Regions from separate parts of the Mus musculus genome. Here region 1 is linked to region 2. The links are chromatin contacts, called in public HiChIP or PLAC-seq maps. All regions are on one chromosome and are shown on one strand. Each heading gives the region's core, a stretch centred on a gene start, on an enhancer-like site or on the middle of the called end of the contact. The rest is flanking DNA. Distances are from core to core; before and after follow the strand shown.

Region 1 (2,700 bases), core at 3-2,502, 120 kb after region 2:
TTGATTGTGTTCTCTGTTCCTCACGAGTGGAATTATAGACTCAGGAACATGTTCTGGCCTACCTCTATTTTTCAAAGTCTCTAATTTCTTCACCCAGAGTAAAATTCCAAATGTTTTGCATCTATTAAAGGGGAGAGTCAGCAGGTGGTAGCCGTGTCTTCAGGCATGTACCTGGATTCTCTGTCACCTTCTATGGCTTGACACTTGCATTTTCTCCTCTGAAACATTGCCCCCGTCGCCTGCTCATTCCCTTTGGGACTACGGTCCCCTGTGACCTTTGACCTTACTTATCTCTGCTTCCTCCTTTTTGGGCCTCTGTTGAACTTCACTGCTTTTCCTGGAGGGGAAGGGACATTCTTCTCATTTCTGTATCTTTAGTCATTTGTGCCTGACTAAGTGCTCTAGAGTAAGGGGTGCGGGTGTGGTGGGGTGGAATTTACTCAGGTAGCAGTGTGAATGGGGAGGGTCCTAGAAGAGGTGGTCCTTGCTCGGCTGGGGTGACAGGGTGCAGAGGAGATTCTAGCGGTCTTCTAGTCTACTGTGCTGTGTGCTGTAGGGTACAGAGGTACTGCAGAGGCCTGTCTTTCTGTCAACACTGTCCTTTTTGTAGAAAGCTAAGGATAGTCACCTCAGGGGTCTATTTGGGCAAGTGCCCGCTCTTTGCCTGTGAGCTGGGTTATACAACTCAGGAAGCTTTCTCAGCACACAGCTGGCATTGCAAGCAGCCTTCTCAGTCCTTGCTGTGAGCTGCCTCGGAGGGAAGAAAGCCGAAATGGCTGCTTGCATTTGTCTTTAGTTCTCCTGTGGAGTTGCGCTTTTGGATAGCAGCGAGGTGAACTCAGCAGCCAGAGACAGGAAAGAGCCTAGTGAGTCATTGCAGTCCCTAATGAGGTGCATGAGGGACCCCTTCCTGAGAGTGAGGGTCAGGTGAGGTCGTGCTTTGCCTGGGGTGAGTTTTGCCTTGGGGCTCCGGTTGGCACTGGAACAGAGCTGAGCTAATTTTACCCACAGGAGCTGACTGTGCTGAAAAGCAGGGTTTCTGACATTGGCCTTATCATCTTGCTATGCCCAGAGGTACAGCCCTGGTGTGTCTGGACTGCTTTCCCCTGTTCAAGTGAGATACATTTCCCATTAAATGTGCTTGTGGGGGAGCATGGGAAGTGCATTGGCTTCGGTACAATGCTGGAGAGATGGGCTGGGATCCTGACTCTTTACCTTGTACACCAGGCACCAGGGTTTACAGTTGAATGAGTCTCGGATTGCTCATGCACCGACATACTTGGTGACATGACTAAGTGGTGGCTACTTCGTTTGTATTGGTTCTGTGAGGAAAGTGTCATTTCTGTCCCTGTTCTGCATATAAAGAGACATTCACAGAGAGCTCAGGCCACCAGCGAGACCTGACAGAGCTGGGAATTGAATCTGTGCCAGAGATTCCAGGGTGTACACTCCTAGCCACTGGAGCTTGCAGTCTTGATGCGCTAGGTAGGAGTTTTTGCTTATTTTTTAGCCAGGATTGAGTGTTTCTGACCTGCGTGTCATGTCTGAGGCCTTGAGCTCCATGCTGAGCAGGCAGGCAGTGGAGCTGTGTTGGGGATGAGGTCACACTAGCAAGGAGGAAGTGCTGGGTAGTCAATAGCTGCAGAGATGGCTGCAGTTTCTGGGTAGCTCTCAGTTCATCCTCACAAGCCCTTCAGCAGTTAGCCTTCCTAATCATGCTCAGCCAGCCCTCTTACAGATGAGAGCACAGAGGCCCGCAGAGGCCATAGTCCTCAGTGGACTCACTAGGCAGATGTAGAGTTGAGCAAGGCTCTTGGTCTGTGTCTGTTTATCTTCAATTCCCCCATTAACTCTGCTGTGTCCCCTAGTTGTAGTAACAGATAGAACCTGTACCTTGTTTCCAACCACGCAGTGGAGCCATTTCCATACAAGATCGTCTATGGACTTCATCAGTGTAGGAAGAAATGGTCTGAGCAGGGATGGGTGAAGCTGAAAGAATAGTCAGGGCTGCAAACTTAGGGCATATAACAATCACATATGCTCATGAGTTTTCTGGGTCAAGAATTTAGGCAGGACAAAGAAGGAGGAAGAAATCTGCCTACATGGCCAGAGCTTTTGTTTTACAAGGCCTGTGGTCTTGGCTGGAGGAATTAAAGGTTGGGCACTAGAGACACGCAATGCTGACAGTCACAGGTCAGGATGGCTGGATATGTTCTCCAGGATAGATTTTCTTCGCAGCATGCACTTAGTTTGATGGCCTTAAAAGGAAGGTTGAAGGAAGGAGGAAAGGGACAGGGATATGGGAGGGAGGGAGGGAAGAAGGGAGGGAGAGGCAAATAGAGGGAAGGAAGGAGGGAGGGTGAATCCTGACCAACATGCTGTTGTTAGCCAGTAGTTGTTAGTCAGAGGCTGTGTTTCTCTTCTCCATCGGTTGGAGCAGACTCAAACTCACCCATGTTTCAGGGGAGGGGACTTCAACTCTTGCTGCAGTGGCAAAACTCTGTAAGTGCTGGACATGTTGCTGGGGTCACCGGTCAAAGCACCGTTCATCTTTTGGCCAAGATAAGAGAAAGGAGCAAACATTTCTCAAGTCCTGAGCATGGCGCCGGGTGAGGCTGGATGGTCCAGGAGTGCAGCAAGCAAGCCTAAGAGGTGTGAATCTGGAAAACTGTCCAAGCTAGAACCTTTAAGGAAGAGGTC
Region 2 (2,700 bases), core at 43-2,542:
TCCCAATGCAAAAATAAAGTGATTATAATAGTCTATTTTAAAAGTGAAAAAAAAAAAAAAGACTTGTGACCTGGTAGAGGATTAGTGCCACCTTGCCATTTGCTAACTCTTGTACTTCTGTGATGTGATCTTTGCATTTGTTGGACATCTCAACTAGTTGGATTTGGAGATTTTCTTATTGAGGAACCTACTCTTGAGGGCTCACTCTCCAGCACCAGTCAGTGTGAGGAAAGCAAACTGTTAGAATAGCATCACAATCAAATGGTACAAGAAATAGGAATATACTTAATTAATTAATGTTCATTGACCTCACCAAGAACCATAGGTCAGACAATGGAACCACTAACGTAGATAGTGTGCTAGCCCTTCTCAGGAGCCATAGGGATGGAGCGTTGGCTGATGAGGTCATTCTTTGGCTCTGCACTCTTGGGGTATCACATCACTACTCTGGAACTCTTCCGGAGCACTTCCTCTTTCTCCTTTTGAAATATAGTGTATTTTTTTCATGTTTTGGTTTTTCCTCGCTAGGTTACATGGAGGCACTGCCTAGTCTACTATCTTCCCCGGAAGCCTTCTACATCCATTTTCATAAGACTCCCTTAACAGCCTTTAGAAGCATGATAGACAGAGCTTTATGAGTCCCTGTTCATAAAAATGCCCCCCAGATAAAGTAACTGAGGCTTTTAGACAGGGGACAACCTGGCCCCTAATCCTGATCTCAGTGGAGAGCTAGAACAATCAGAACCTATTCTGCCTCACTGGTGGCCAACATTCTCTTGGCCCATGGTCAGCCCTGATCCACCACTAGCACCAGTGAACGATGAGACACCAGGGCCTTTTTGTGAGTGAATAGGGGGCTGAGCTGTGAAATTATGACCTCATGCCCAGCATTCAGTAAAGCTACTTCTTTTTTTTTTTTTTTTTTTTAGCTACTTCTTTTTGAAACCTCTGCTATTAGTAAAACTGATTGAAGGTGACGCTGTAAAAAAAAAAATACACACCAGTAATTAAATAACAAATAAACACAACAGCTGTCATACACACTAATAGTTCACACATACTGGTTTTACTTCATCCATGGTGCTAAAACAGTGGGCATGAGACCACATGTATGCCTTCACCCTTTTCTGTTGAGCTTGTATTCAAATAGGGAAAATACAGTCTTGCAGACAAATAACTGCTCACATACAACAACAACAGCTGAAGTACAGATAGGTACAAAGTGCTCTGGAAGCCCAGAGGAGGATATGAATAAGCCTCCTTACCTCGTGATCAAGTCTGCTGCCCTCTGGGCTGGGAGCTTCCCAAGGGTAGCAGGGACTGGCATGACTCATCATGATCAAACATAACACAAGGCACATCTGAGATCACCTGCTAACGCTCACTGAATAAACTCTCCGGGAGGGGGCCAGAAAGCACCTGCAGTGCAGCTACCCTGGGCCACATCACTTCATGACCCCCTCCCGGAGAGTTTATTCAGCCAGCATTAGCAGGTGATCTCCGATGTTCCTTGCTTACTGGACTGAGTTAGCAGATCTCCTCAAGTCCACCGTCCTGTGACAAGGACCCCAGCCATCAAGGCTTTAGTTTGAGATCAGAATCAACTGGCCTGGAGGCCTCTCTCACCTGCCACAGTTATCTTGAAAGGCAGAGTGAGATCAAGGCTCTGAGATCCATGGTCACAGCAGGCCAGCTGGCAGGCCAGCTCATCCATCAGGACTCCAGCACCTCACCTTGAACAAGGAAGATAAGAGAATAAAATAACACCTGACACAGCCTTATCATCTGATAATACAACTTCAGTTTTTCCATTAAAGTAACTGAGAGCCTTAGTCCTGCACTTCGTCTGATAAAGAGATCACAGGAAACAAAGCTATTAATTTTTATCTCTGCTCTGCAATAGCAGATTTGAGTGAATTCAATATATCCAACGGGGGAAGTACTTTTTCTAACACTACAACTCGATTAACTTGGGTTTTTTTTCCTGCTTGCTTGTATTTTTCATAATTTTTTTTTTTTGCTCAAAATCTCTAATTGCAGATGTATTAAATGCAGTGGATCTGATGTATTAAATGCAGTGGATCTGACTGTGCTATCACCAGCACACACACACACACACACACACACACACACACACACACATATAATATTTCTGTTCTCCATGCTCTAACCCTGTACTGGTGTACTGGGGAGTGTTATATGGTACAATATAAGGAACTTGAAAGGTTACTTACTTCAGTAATTAACTGAATTAACACTAATCAGAGCTCAGTAGTTCCACCTTTACAATGAGGAGCCGGACTGGTGTTCAATATAATCACACAGCCTCTATGCCTTAGGACCCCGGGACTGAGTAGGTCAATGAGTAGGTCAGGTGAGATAAGAAGGAAAGTCTCTCACAGGAACTGAAAGATAGCAATAGAATCAAACAACCCTGGAGCCTTAGGGTCTGAATGCTGGCCTTTCCTGCCAGACGAGAGGTATAGAAGACCACGTGAATCTATGACTCCTAGGGCCCCGAAATCCCACACACCATGGCCCCGAACCAACTTCCATGCCATAGATTATCTCCTCCCTGGCTGCCCATACCTAGAACAGATCACAGCTCTATGACATGCCTAGGACATATATGCCTTTCTTTCTGTACCTCACTACTATTGATGTCATTGGCTTACTGAGGACAGGAGCTGAGTCTATCAA

Evidence for each region. HiChIP or PLAC-seq counts read pairs in DNA pulled down with a chosen protein or histone mark.
Region 1: an HNF4G HiChIP or PLAC-seq map of pancreatic cancer cells shows a contact between it and region 2. The contact joins two enhancer-like sites. A contact is called at or near these places in 1 of 15 datasets of contacts at CTCF or cohesin (CD8 T cells), 2 of 484 Hi-C or Micro-C datasets (the AML12 cell line and nephron progenitors), 1 of 115 datasets of contacts at active chromatin or transcription factors (pancreatic cancer cells) and 2 of 9 other capture datasets (adipose tissue and liver).

What each region holds. Positions count from the first base shown.
Region 1 is chr16:24,433,874-24,436,573 of GRCm38.p6, forward strand. The region is part of intron 1 of Lpp (LIM domain containing preferred translocation partner in lipoma); the gene reads left to right. Among named protein-coding and RNA genes, the nearest start is that of Gm24440, 29 kb to the left of the region's middle. Within about 2 kb of position 1,253, at least 164 of the 459 cell types and tissues checked have an H3K27ac peak or open chromatin away from gene starts, as enhancers often do. A contact at or near this core is called in pancreatic cancer cells, where this site is marked.
Region 2 is chr16:24,312,424-24,315,123 of GRCm38.p6, forward strand. No RefSeq gene overlaps it. Among named protein-coding and RNA genes, the nearest start is that of Gm38456, 18 kb to the left of the region's middle. Within about 2 kb of position 1,293, at least 54 of the 459 cell types and tissues checked have an H3K27ac peak or open chromatin away from gene starts, as enhancers often do. A contact at or near this core is called in pancreatic cancer cells, where this site is marked.